Regions from separate parts of the Sus scrofa genome. Here region 1 is linked to region 2. The links are chromatin contacts, called in public HiChIP or PLAC-seq maps. All regions are on one chromosome and are shown on one strand. Each heading gives the region's core, a stretch centred on a gene start, on an enhancer-like site or on the middle of the called end of the contact. The rest is flanking DNA. Distances are from core to core; before and after follow the strand shown. Region 1 has its middle 58 kb from the start of ENO1. Region 2 overlaps RERE (arginine-glutamic acid dipeptide repeats protein).

Region 1 (6,128 bases), core at 74-2,573, 250 kb after region 2:
ACTGTATTTTAGTGATTTTTATTCCCATCTGTTCCCTCCTTTTGGTGATGACCTCTGTGAGCAGGGACACATCTTACTTACCTTTGTGCTCCCAAGGCCTGGTACCACGCCCTGCAAGAGACACTCAGAGAAAGGACTGCCCACAAGCCCAAGGTCTCACCCAGAGGCTCCCTTACCAAAGCCAACTACCCAGAGAAAAGGACATGTAGCTGAGAGCGGCCTCCTAGAAGCTACGGCCTGAAATCACAAGTGGTTTCTGTAATGACTGTTATGTTTCGCTTATTCATCACTTGCTCCATCTTTTCAGAAAAACAAGATTGAGCTTTCCTTTTCATGATTGGTATAGGTACACAGAAAGCATTATTCTTCTGAAATCTTTTTCAAATTAAACACATCCATAGGAACAATAGGACAAGAAAAAGGAGCACACCATGTTTAAGAAAAAGACAATAGTTTCAAACCTATAATTCTCTAAAAATCAAGCGCAAAACAGAAAAAACGAAGAAAGGAAAACTTTGGAGTTCTGTTGTGGTGCAGCAGAAATGAATCCGACTAGTATCCATGAGGATCCCTGGCCTCGACCAGTGGGTCGGGGATCCACGTATACTGGGAGCTTAAAGCGCATCAATTCTAAGCAATGCACAGAGGGGCTGAGGCCCACCCAGATGACAACAGTATCAAAAGCATACATTTCCAAGGACCCTGAACCACTACATGCTGCACATCAATAGCATGTGGCAGTCCACAAGCATTCTGTAACCTTAACATTTCCAACCTCTACAGTCCTTCGATGCCTCCAACGAGGCCTTGGATTTCAAAGCCAGTCCCTCATCAAGCTAGGCTGGCAATCAGCATTCTAGAAAATCGCAAGAAGGCAGCCAAGACCCAAGTAAAATGGACTTTGGGAATGCAAGGAATTTGTCAGCACCTGTAGTCTTTTAGGATAATGATAAAAATACAGCCACTTCCTTCAGAACTCGATTTTTAAGGGGAGAAATTACCCCTAATATCCAAACCAAAGAGAAAACAAATTATCTGAATCCCTCATGGGAAAAGTAAGCACTTTAACAAGACAATTCTCCTCAACTGAGGACAGTTTTTTTTTAAGGGGGGTGGGGAGTGAAAGACCCATACTAACTGTTTTAATTACAAATTAATCTTTGACTCCCAGAAAGTTAAAAAAAAATCTTCAAAGTTTCCTTCCTGAGCGATAAGACTGGAACAAGCAACTTGAGAAAGAAAAACAGCCTCTTAAATCATGTCGGGGTTACAAGGTAACTCTAGCTCTCCCTATATCTTAATATTAAAAGTTCCTGGGCTTATGACCAACGTGGCAGGAAAAACTGCTCCTATTCCTAACTCAACAACCTACCAATGCCATCCTCACTGTAGTTTTCTACCAAAAATATATTTACAAATTTCTGCAATTTCAAAAGTGCTGAATTCGTTAAAAAAGAAAAAAAAAGAGGCAATGCATTATCACACTCATACCTTTTTGATGTCTCTTGTCATAAAATGAAAACAAAAGTCTTATTTTAGGACAAAACACCTAAATTCTCTACTACGGTGAACGCTAACTGTGCACTCAGTAGCATATGCATTAAAACATTTTGAACAAATACATCTGCATGTAGTGTTTGCACAAGAAATGCATCAAGAAAACAGTGGAATTCTCTAGAAATAACATCACAGGGGATAAACACTGCTAAATTAAGTAACGGCTGTGGGCTACAACAGCTAGGTTCCTGTAAAAGAAAAAGCTAACTAAAGCATTTTCAATTCATTTCCATATCTATTTTTTCTTCCACTTTACATGCTACGGTCCCCACCTGACACCTAAGGAAGCAGGGCACTTCATCACACTTGAAACCCATGGTACAAGTGGCATCAGACTCTAGGTCTTCTCACACTAACTAACCACACTTATTTATAATGCTCATTGACCACTCTGGTTCAGGATATTTGGGTGAAGCAAGAAAAAAGATGAATTTCACAGCACATACAGAGTGTGGTTAAAAGACCCAGTTATTCTCTGCTATCAAATCAACATCACATCTCTTAGCAAAACACTATTTCTAGAGTTATAAATACCGTTCCCTATACATTACCCACTTCTCATATCTCACCTTGACCCAAACGCACATAGCACTAAGAATTTGATTTTGGTATTCTTTTAGGGCGCTGCCTCTAAGCCAGGAAATAGCCCTCAAATGGAAATGGAAATTTCCATAAACTAAGCTAAACACTGTATTCAAGCCACTCAATGTTCACATTAGTCTCATCCTAAGTAACTATACCACTGACCCAAGTATCGGTCAGCCCCATCTTCAATCTCCCTAAGAAAAGCTAACGAAAAAGAAAACCTAATTAAAAGCCCAAGAAAAAAATCCGCTTTAATCAAAACTACAAGCCAAAGGCCAAGGGACTTTATGGGAGGAAAAACTCTAAAACATGAAAAAACTGGTAACAAGAAAAGAGATGTCAAGAGAGAAAAAGAGGAGACATTTTAATTTAAGGATTAAAACCAAACCAATCAAAAATAACTTTCCAAACAGAAGAAGCATAAAAAGAGGGAGAAATCACAGAAGTTGAGGGGGTTAAAATGCAAAGTATCACATTTTAAAGATATTTCACTAAGAAGAAAAATAGGAAACTAAATGTTTAAAATATTTATAAAATCAAAAGGAAAGAATAACTTAGTTCCATCAAAATCAAAAGAAAACCACCTACTATGAACCTCCGTGGACACCTTCTCCGGAGTGGAACCACCATACAGATGAGGGTCCCATGGCCAGTACTGAGAGCTACTACTTCCTGAGACCCCTCGGACAGGAGCTGCCTGAGGCCCTGTTGGATGGAGCCAAGGCCAGAGCACAGAAGGATTCTACTCAAAAACTCAGCCTAACAAGTTACCTTCGTACTTTTCTCCCCACAGAAATATCTGCGTGAAACATAACAGAAACACACACATTAGAGCCAAGCAATGTAACCGACCATCTTATCACACACACACTTCAGTTGATAGTAAGAAATCTCTGGAATGAAAAATTACCATAGTAGTAGCTACAAAGGAGTTGAATCGCCCATGTTAATAAAAAATAAAAAATTTTAAAAACTGACAAATTTTAAACACTTACCGTATTTTTCAAAATCTTTTTACCTTGGAAGTCTTTTTCACTTCGGGTTTTGTATTTTTTAAAATTTCAGAAAAATTTGAAAAGTCTGTATCACCTCCAGCAGTTGGAAATCAGTTTCAACTATAAGTTAGTTAAAAGAAATCACTCCCCGTCCAGTACCAAGGCACTGAGATTCCAAAGCAGTTGTCACACACAATTCCATCTCAGAACCCAGCTAGACCGACTGCACTCTTCGGGGAAGGGAGGCCTACGGACTGTTAAAATAACAAGAAAAGCTGCACTTCCCACTTTATATTTTGAGCCTAATATGCTGATGAGCTTGGACAGAAAGAGAGGACCTCAAGGTCTATCAAGTTATTTACTATAAATAAAAAGCAATGGTTGGTACTCAGTTTTAAAACAAATGATTAAAACTCACAAATTGTATACTTTTAAGGGGTAAATTTTACAGTGTGTGAATTATATCTCAATAAAGCTGTTATTTTTAACATAAATGAATGACACTTAGAAAGAAGTGCTCTGTATAAGACGCCTGGCTCTATTATTAAGAGACCACATAACATGTATATTAAAGTGCTGATAAATAAAAAGATCAACTGCACTCATGGTCAAAGACGCAAATTAAGATAAGATAGTGTACATTTTTCACCTATCAGGTGAGCAAAGATCAAGACTTTCATAATGCCTGGGTTTGACGAGATGATAAGGAAATCTGAACCCTAAAACACTCTCTGACAACGGCACATCTTGGAGGGCAACATCTTTTAAAATAAAAATGCGCACACCTATTGCTGTAGCAATCCCACTTTTAAGAATTTACCCTACAGATATACCTATATAATTGAACAGGTACAAGAATTTAAAAAAAAAAAAAAAAAAAGGAATCAGAACCAATTTAAGGTCCGTCAATAGGATATTAAAGTATACATCCAGGAGTTCCCATTGTGGCGCAGTGGTTAACGAATCTGACTAGGAACCATGAGGCTGCTGGTTCATCCCTGGCCTCACTCAGTGGGTTAAGGACCCAGCATTGCCATGAGCTGTGATGTAGGTTGCAGACGCAGCTCGGATCCTGCGTTGCTGTGGCTGTGGAGTAGGCTGGTGGCTACAGCTCCGATTAGACCCCTAGCCTGGGAACCTCCATATGCTGCGGGAGTGGCCCTAGGAAAAGCAAAAAATAAAAATAAAAATAAAAAAAATAAAGTATACATCCACGTAATGCAGCTGTTCAGAAAAAAAAGGCTTGAGATATAGTTACAATTGACTTGAAAAATATGTGCTTGAAATATTAAATAAAAAAGCAAAATTCAAGATAATATGTATAGCATGTACATACGTGCTTATTATATATGCATAGAAAATGCCTGGAAGAATACTGAGGGAAGTCAGTACTACTGTTTTTGAACTAGATGAATCAAATGCAATGAGTATATATTAATTTTATAACTGCTACTTTTTTTGCCGCACCTGCAGTATGCAGAAAATGCCCAGGCCAGGGATCAAATCCAGACCACAGCAGTGACCACCCAGATCTTTAACCTGCTGAGCCACCAGGGAACTCCTGCAACTTGTATTTAACTTGAATGCATCAGGCTCTCAAATAGTTTCACCCTGGTGTTAAATCCCACCATGTCTGTTCTTCCTTGGAAAAATCAGCCCAAAGGACTCCTCTCCAAAATGCTCACACAAACAGCTAACCAGCAACAGCTTCAAATATAAATTACCTGAGTTGAAAGAACTACATCTGCCTGCATCTGCTACAGATCATTTTAAAGAAAATTTTTTTAAAAAAGCAATTGAAACACATTTTAACAATCCCCATCATAGAAGCAACAAAAGTACTCACCATTTCCCACGTTTTCCTGTTTCTGTGCCTTTGCTCCATGCGGTTTCCTGCCTGAAATCCTCTTAGCTCCTGATCACATGTTCAAATCCTGCCTATTCTTCAAAATACAGGTTAAACACCTCCTCCTACACCAAATCCTCCCTAACACCCAGCCCAAGTTCTTAGACCATAGTACCATCATCTCTAGAGGCACTTTTCTCTACTTAGTATTCAACTGTGTACTTGTCTTATTCCCATTAATGAGAAAATTCTTCAAAGGTACATAATCAGTGTCTAGGTCACCGTGTATACTCCACTTCATGCATAAATCAAACTGCTATTTCACTAAAGCATCTAATAAAAAAAGAATGGCAAGAATCTAAAAAGAAAAAACAGATTTTTCTTATGTTTTTATTTTAATTAGGCAATATTTACATATGACAAACACTAAGAATACAAGGACCCCATCTCTCCAGCCCCCTCCCTGGTGCCCTGTATGCCTCCTTAAAAGGCAGTCATGATGCTCAATTTCTTAACACAGGGGTCTGCTGGGTTTGCTTGTTTTGCTTTTTAGGGCTGCACCAGCAGCACAGGGAAGCTCCCAGGCTAGGGGTCAAATCAGAGCTACAGCTGCCAGCCATAGCAATACAGGATCCGAGCCCCACCTGCGACCTACACCACAGCTCATGGCAATGCTGGATCCTTAACTCACTGAGCAAGGCCAGGGATCGAACCAGCATCCTCATGGATACCAGTCAGATTTGTTTCTGCTGCACCACAACAGGAACTCCCTTAACACAGGGTTTTAAGAAGTTCTTAGACACTATAACTTTATAGCACATTCATAACTTTGGGACTAAGGTGATAGAAGTAATTTGAACATGGCATTTTAATGTAATTTTATTGGAGTTTCTGCTGTGACTCAGCGGTAAGGAACCCAACTGGTATCCATGAGGAGGCAGGTTCGATCCCTGGCCTCACTCAGTGGGTTAAGGATCTGGTGTGGCTGTGGTGTAGGCCAGTAGCAATAGCTCAGATTTGACCTCTAGCCTAGAAACTTCCATATGCCGAAGGTGCAGCCCTAAAAAGACAAAAAAAAAAAAAAAAAAACAGAGAAAGAGAGAGAGAGAATCTCTGTCTTTTTTGGGTGGGTGGGTGGGGCTGCA
Region 2 (6,206 bases), core at 1,714-4,213:
ACTTGGGGGCTGCTGTCCAGTAAAGGTTAACTGGAGCAAATTTTTAAAAACACATTGGAGGTTACAGTTCCCTTGCGGCACAGCGGGGTAAGATCTGGCATTGTCATGCTGTGGCTCAGGTCTGATCCCTGGCCAAGGAACTTCCACATGCCAAAAAATATTCATATATTTTGGAGGTTAAAATTCAAAAGGCCTTTACTCTAGAAAATGCCAGGGTAATCCTTCAATTACTAGCAAGACCTAACTTTCTATCTGCTCTACAGGTGCTCTATAGTATTATCTCATTTCCATGTATTAATTCATTTAATTCTTTTTCTTTCTTTTCTTTTTCTCCCACTTTTTAGGGCTGCACCCGCAGCATATGGGGATTCCCAGGCTAGGGGTCTAATCGGAGCTCTAGCTGCCGGCCTACACCAGAGCCACAGCACCGCCAGATGCGAGCTGCATCTGTGACCTGCACCACAGCTCACGGCAATGCCGGATCCTTAACCCACTGAGCAAGAACAGGGATCAAACCTGCATCCTCATGGAGGATAGTCAGATTCGTTAACCACTGAGCCATGACAGGAACCCCTTAATTCATATTTTTATACTAATGAAAGCGCTAGTAATGTTAGTCAGAGAAATTCAGATTTTATTCTATCTTATGTTTAAAACAACATAGCTACTAACAAAGTTTCTGCTTGCTGTACAGCACTGCTTCATTAACAAGGTACGTTTGGGCAAAAGCAGGGTGGCCATCCATTAAAGAAGGAAAATCCAGACCAAGGACAGTGTAAATCCCAGTAAAGTCAGATAGAGGATATTATACATGTAATAAGCAACCAAAGATGGAAGTCGTATCTCAGGACAATGCAAGACACCCCTATGCACACCTCTGCCTCGGGGTTTTCACGTATGCACGTGGTCTTAAACTCAGTCATCTTATACCTGCATGACAAACACAAAACAGTGCTACTAGTTATCACCTGCTAAGCACTCTCTACGCCGAGCATCCATTATTTCATTATTCCCATGACACCTCTATGAGGCAGTATCTCCATTAATAGATAATAATAGCAGTAGTAATTACAGCATCAATAACGAAACAAATGTGTACACTGAACATTTACCAAGTACCAGGCATTCTGAGCTAAGCAAATTCCATATATCTTCTTATCTAACCTTAAGGATGACCCTGTAAGGTAGGTAGGTGCTATTATTACCTGTCCAGACAGGAAACCAAAGCGAAGAGAGTTTATGAAATTGTCCAAGATCACATAGCTGACAGGTGGGAAAAACTAGAATTCAAACTCTAGTTGACTCCAAAGTCAGAGCTCCCACCCACACTCCCATAGAACACAGTGATTAAGTTACTAAACCAAAATCACACAACTAATTACAAACAGAACCACTACCAGAAGCCATATCCTTTTCCCTAAGTCAGTTCTGTGTTCACATCAAGCACCAAAAGCAGACAAAATAATCAAAAAGTTACTTTCTTAAGTTTGAAAAGCATGTTAACAGAGAAAACCTATCAAAGTTAAAGGCTGATTTAATCAACATCAAAATGACAAAATTATATGGAATTCCCGCTGCGGCTCTGCTGGTTAAGAACCCAACTAGTATCCATGAGGATGCAGGTTCCACCCCTGGCCTCACTCAGTGGGTTAAGGATCTGGTGCTGCCGCGAGCAATGGTGTAGGTTGCGGATGGGGCTCAGATCCCGAGTTGCTGTGGCTCTGGTGTAGGCCAGCAGCTGCAGCTCCAATTCAATCCCTAGCCCAGGAGCTTCCATATTTCCTGAAGGTGTGGCCATAAAATGGGGGGAGACCAACTTATCGAGTTGGAGAACAAATTACTGGTTGCCAAGCATTCAGAACAGCAGGGGAAGAGAGAAGGGAGTGGCATATTTGTGATTATGGAACAGATAATCTGCGATTATGGAACACAAAGCTACACTTGTAAAACGGCAAAGAACTATAGATACAATGAACTCACGTCCCAAGTTCAGGGTTTGGGAGATTTTTTTAGGCCACACCCATGGCATGTGGAAGTTCCCAGGGCAGGAACTGAACCTGAGCCCCACAGCGACCTGAGTGGCAACAGCAGATCCTTAACTGGCCATGTCACGAGAGAGAACTCCTCCAAGTCCAGCTTCTGATGCTACTAATCAATTTACCTATTGGGGAGCGTGAGCAAAAGATGCACCAGAGCACTGAATCAATGAAAAGTTGCTCAAAGTCAAAGATGAGGTTAGTTCACAGACTAGAGATAAGAAAGCAAGCCAGACATGAGAAAAGTCAAATAAAACACAAATAGATTCCCTCAAAATATACCGCCCACAGCTGCACAAGTAACTGAAGAAAGAATGTCACAGTTAATGAGCAATGCGATTCAAGGAATTAACTCAAGTCACATATTTTTTTTCTATTTGCTAGGGATGTCTCTTGCTGGGTCATCTTTTTTGAGACATCCTTAGCTGGGAATCATTTAAAAAAAAAAAAAAAAAAAGACCCCATCTTTACTAGCAAGGAGGTAGAATTTCTCTGGCAGTTAATGTAAATAATGAATATTTTTTTCAAAACAGCTGAATTTAATTCCCATTATTCTGCAAATATTTGCTTCGGAATACGAAAAAATAGTCCCAGAAGCCAAATTACAACAATAATGGTAAGTCATTGTGTTTATTCCTTGAGTTAAAAAAAAAAAAAAATAGAGAGAATTTCATTGTATATGAAATCTGATACAAAAGAAACCGATGTAATAAAGCAGTATCCATGGCAACTACAACTTAATATTTCAGTCCTCTTCAGCTGCAGTGGATTAAATAAAATGACAAGATGTTCCCTTTGAAAAGTAACCTGTTACCATGGAAACGTTTTCGTCTAAGAAGTAAACAGGGAATGGACAGAAAGGAGCTGGAAGCCTGCAACTGAATATCAAAAAGGGAGAAGCATCTATGCAAAGGAGACAAGGAGGCAGCTGGCCAGACGCCGCAGGCTCCTTGGGAAGAGCTTGTGGGCTGGAAGCAGGAGCCTGCCCAGACCAAACCACTCCTTCACCTGGAAGAGGGGGCAGTGTGTGGGTGGCAAGGGTCTGTGGACGCTCGCTCAGGGCACCCAATATTTCTGTACGGTCATGGTGACTGCTTAGGACAAGGACTTGGCTCTACAGGGGAAGGAGAAGGACAAGAACATGGGGTCACAAACTGGCAGAACAGAGGCCGTTCACAGTCAGCTGACTTGACCGCTTCCCATCACAACGCACGGCCAGAAGGTAACGGCAGAGCAGGCGGTGGCCAGCCCCAGAAGGCTGGCGCCGGTAAGTGTGCAGTCAGACCTCTGCTCTGTGGCCAGCGTCATGTGAGAATGAAATCACAGAGCGATCCGTCTTTATCTGTTCTTCAGATCTCAAGGCTCAGACAGTAGCTCGCCCATATCTTTTCTATAGGGCGTCAAGTTGAGCGGCAAGACTGACATGAAACCAACAGAAAGAAGACTCTAGAAGCTCTACTTTCTAGCTCATTCAGAAAAAGACCATAGAAATAGACTGTGGGTCCAGGATGAAATTCACCAAATTTTAGGAAAATCAAAAGGCGAGAGTACAGCAGAAATTAACACAACCTTGAAAATCCATTATACATCCATAAAACGCATTTTTTAAAAAGGGGATTTACCAGAATCACTTCTTTTTCAAGGGTAGTGGGCAGGAGTGAAAAGGAGAGACTGGTAGGAAGGAAGCCCAGAATGGTGTGCTGAGTTCTCAAATTTCTCCAGCAGGAAGACCTGTTTCTAAAGCTTTCTTTTCAACAAATTTGAAACTGGCTCCTTCCTTCCTCCCTCCCTCTCTTTTTCTTCTTTCTAGGGCCACACCCAAGGCATATGGAGGTTCCCAGGCTAGGGGTCTAATGGGAGCTGCAGCTGCGGGCCCACACCACAGCCACGATAACTCGGGATCTGAGCCCTGACAACACCAGATCCTCCACCGAGTGAGTTCAGGGATCAAACCCACATCCTCATGGATACCAGTCAGGTTCGTAACCCGCTGAGCCACAATGGGAACCCCCCTTCCTGCCTTTATGGTTGCATTTGCAGCATACGCAAGTTCCCAGCCAAGGTGAACAGAGCTGCAGCAGAGGCCTACATGACAGCCACAGCAACACGAGATCTGAGCCCCATCTGTGGACTCTGCTATGCAACGCCAGACCCTTCACCCACCGAGTGAGGCCAGGAATCAAACCTGCATCCTCAAAGAAACAACATTGGGGCCTTAGTCCTCTGAGCCACAATCAGAACTCCAAAATGTCTTAAGTCTGATACAGCTTCTCAAAAATCCATATAGGAGTTCCCGTCATGGCTCAGCAGAAACGAATCCAACTAGTAACCATGAGGTGGTGGGTTCGATCCCTGGCCTCACTCAGTGGGTTTAGGATCCAGCGTTGCTGTGAGCTTCGGCTCCGATCATCCATTGCTGTGGCTGTGGCAGTGGGCCTGCAGCTGTAGCTCTGATTAGACCCCTGGCCAGGGAACCTCCATGTGCCCAAGTGCAGTCCTAAAAAGCAAATAAATAAATCCATATATATTTTGTTTTGGCCTCACCCACAGCATGCCGAAGTTCCTGGGCCAGGGATCAAACCCGTGCCACAGCTGCGAGCTGCACGACAGCAGCAGCAATGCCGGATTCTCAACCTGCTGCACCCCAGAGGAACATCTAAATTCTGTTCCACTACATGTTCCCATTCACTGTTGGAAAGAAAAACATTTCCCTAAATTGGAGTAAAATCCCAGTTTTGTCTATAGCCAGGCTGTCCCAGGATGCAGCCACCCGCCAGTGGGAGCGCGGAGCTGTTACACACACTGGAGTCTAGATGCCCACGTGCAGAGTCCAATGAGCCCAGATTAAAATTTTAGTCCAAGACTCTGTGGGCTCTCAGTGTGATGCTGAGGACACAACTCAGTCTCTCTGAGCACATCTACAAAATCAAGTTTGTAACAGCGACTCTATGGAACTGCGGTAAAAATAAAAGGCGACCCATGGAAAGAAGGCAGAGGGCCTGCTGCACAGGAGTCATTCCTATTATTAGCGCGAAGCCCTGGCAGGCCTGAGGATAGGAGATAACCCCGCTGTTATGAGTCCCCAAAGTACCACCCAGCTCTCCTTCAGCCTCTTGCCACGGTCATGATTTAACAGTTCATTTCCGTGCTGAGACCGCAAGCACCATGTGGGCAGGCGTCGCATCTGACCGTAGCTTACCACTATAGGCCAGAGCCCATGGGCACTCGCCACATAGATTCTAAATGAATAAACGACTACGATATTGTAACTCAACTATGCCTAGCCACAAATAGCAAAGAAGTGACTCACTGCAAGATTAAGTCAAATCCCCTGTGACAGAAGGCCAGCCCCTTCAAGCAAGGTTGACCTGAAGCAGGCCTGATAAATGGCCCAGGGGGAACAAAATTCGGTATTTGTTCAAAGGAAAAGACCATCAGCGCTGGAAGAGTTAATGTTCCAAATTCAAACATAAAGGCAAAGGTCAAGACAGGAAGTCATTAAAATCCAGAATCATAATTTTCTAAAATCTTCTCTGATGGCAAGTTCCCCAGAGCTCATCTGATCCCAGGCATCTTGCTTAACAAAAGAAACTCAAGCCCGGGGACAGAAAAGTGCTCTGTTGAGGGGTCACAGTGAGTTAATTACAGAGGATCCCAAGCCTCTCTCCTCCCAGAGTCCCTGAACGTAATTCAGAGTTCAGCGCCAAGAACTTAGGCACTGGCTAGGAAGTTCCCTTGTGGCCCATGGGTTAAGGATCTCGTGTTGCCGCAGCTGTACCGCAGGCTGCAACTGCAGCGTGGATTCAATCCCTGGCCTGAGAATGTCCACATGCTTCGGGTGCAGGCCCCCTTCCCCCTAAAAAAGAACTTAAGTATTGGCTAAAGAATAAGAAAAGTTTCCATGCTGACAATAAGATGCAGTAAATACGGCCTCCACATAATAATATGTAGTATCAGGAAAAAAAAAAATTTGGTAAAAGAAAAAAAAAAAATCTTTTAAAATAACGTGAGAAAAGATCCAGTTTCAAAACACTGCAGTGACCTTGCTCCACTGTCTAAAGTTCTTATTTGCCTGACCTCTTCCCCATCACATAGAAAAAGGCAGCACATCTGCCCACACACATGACCCCCTTCCAACTCAGGCTCCTCTGGGTTCTACTGTCATCACCT

What was found. HiChIP or PLAC-seq counts read pairs in DNA pulled down with a chosen protein or histone mark.
Region 1: an H3K27ac HiChIP or PLAC-seq map of skeletal muscle shows a contact between it and region 2. The contact joins two enhancer-like sites. A contact is called at or near these places in 2 of 2 datasets of contacts at active chromatin or transcription factors (alveolar macrophages and skeletal muscle).

What each region holds. Positions count from the first base shown.
Region 1 is chr6:69,340,843-69,346,970 of Sscrofa11.1, forward strand. No RefSeq gene overlaps it. Among named protein-coding and RNA genes, the nearest start is that of ENO1, 58 kb to the right of the region's middle. Within about 2 kb of position 1,324, at least 5 of the 83 cell types and tissues checked have an H3K27ac peak or open chromatin away from gene starts, as enhancers often do. A contact at or near this core is called in skeletal muscle, where this site is marked.
Region 2 is chr6:69,086,093-69,092,298 of Sscrofa11.1, forward strand. The region is part of intron 7 of RERE (arginine-glutamic acid dipeptide repeats protein); the gene reads right to left. Among named protein-coding and RNA genes, the nearest start is that of SLC45A1, 160 kb to the left of the region's middle. Within about 2 kb of position 2,964, at least 23 of the 83 cell types and tissues checked have an H3K27ac peak or open chromatin away from gene starts, as enhancers often do. A contact at or near this core is called in skeletal muscle, where this site is marked.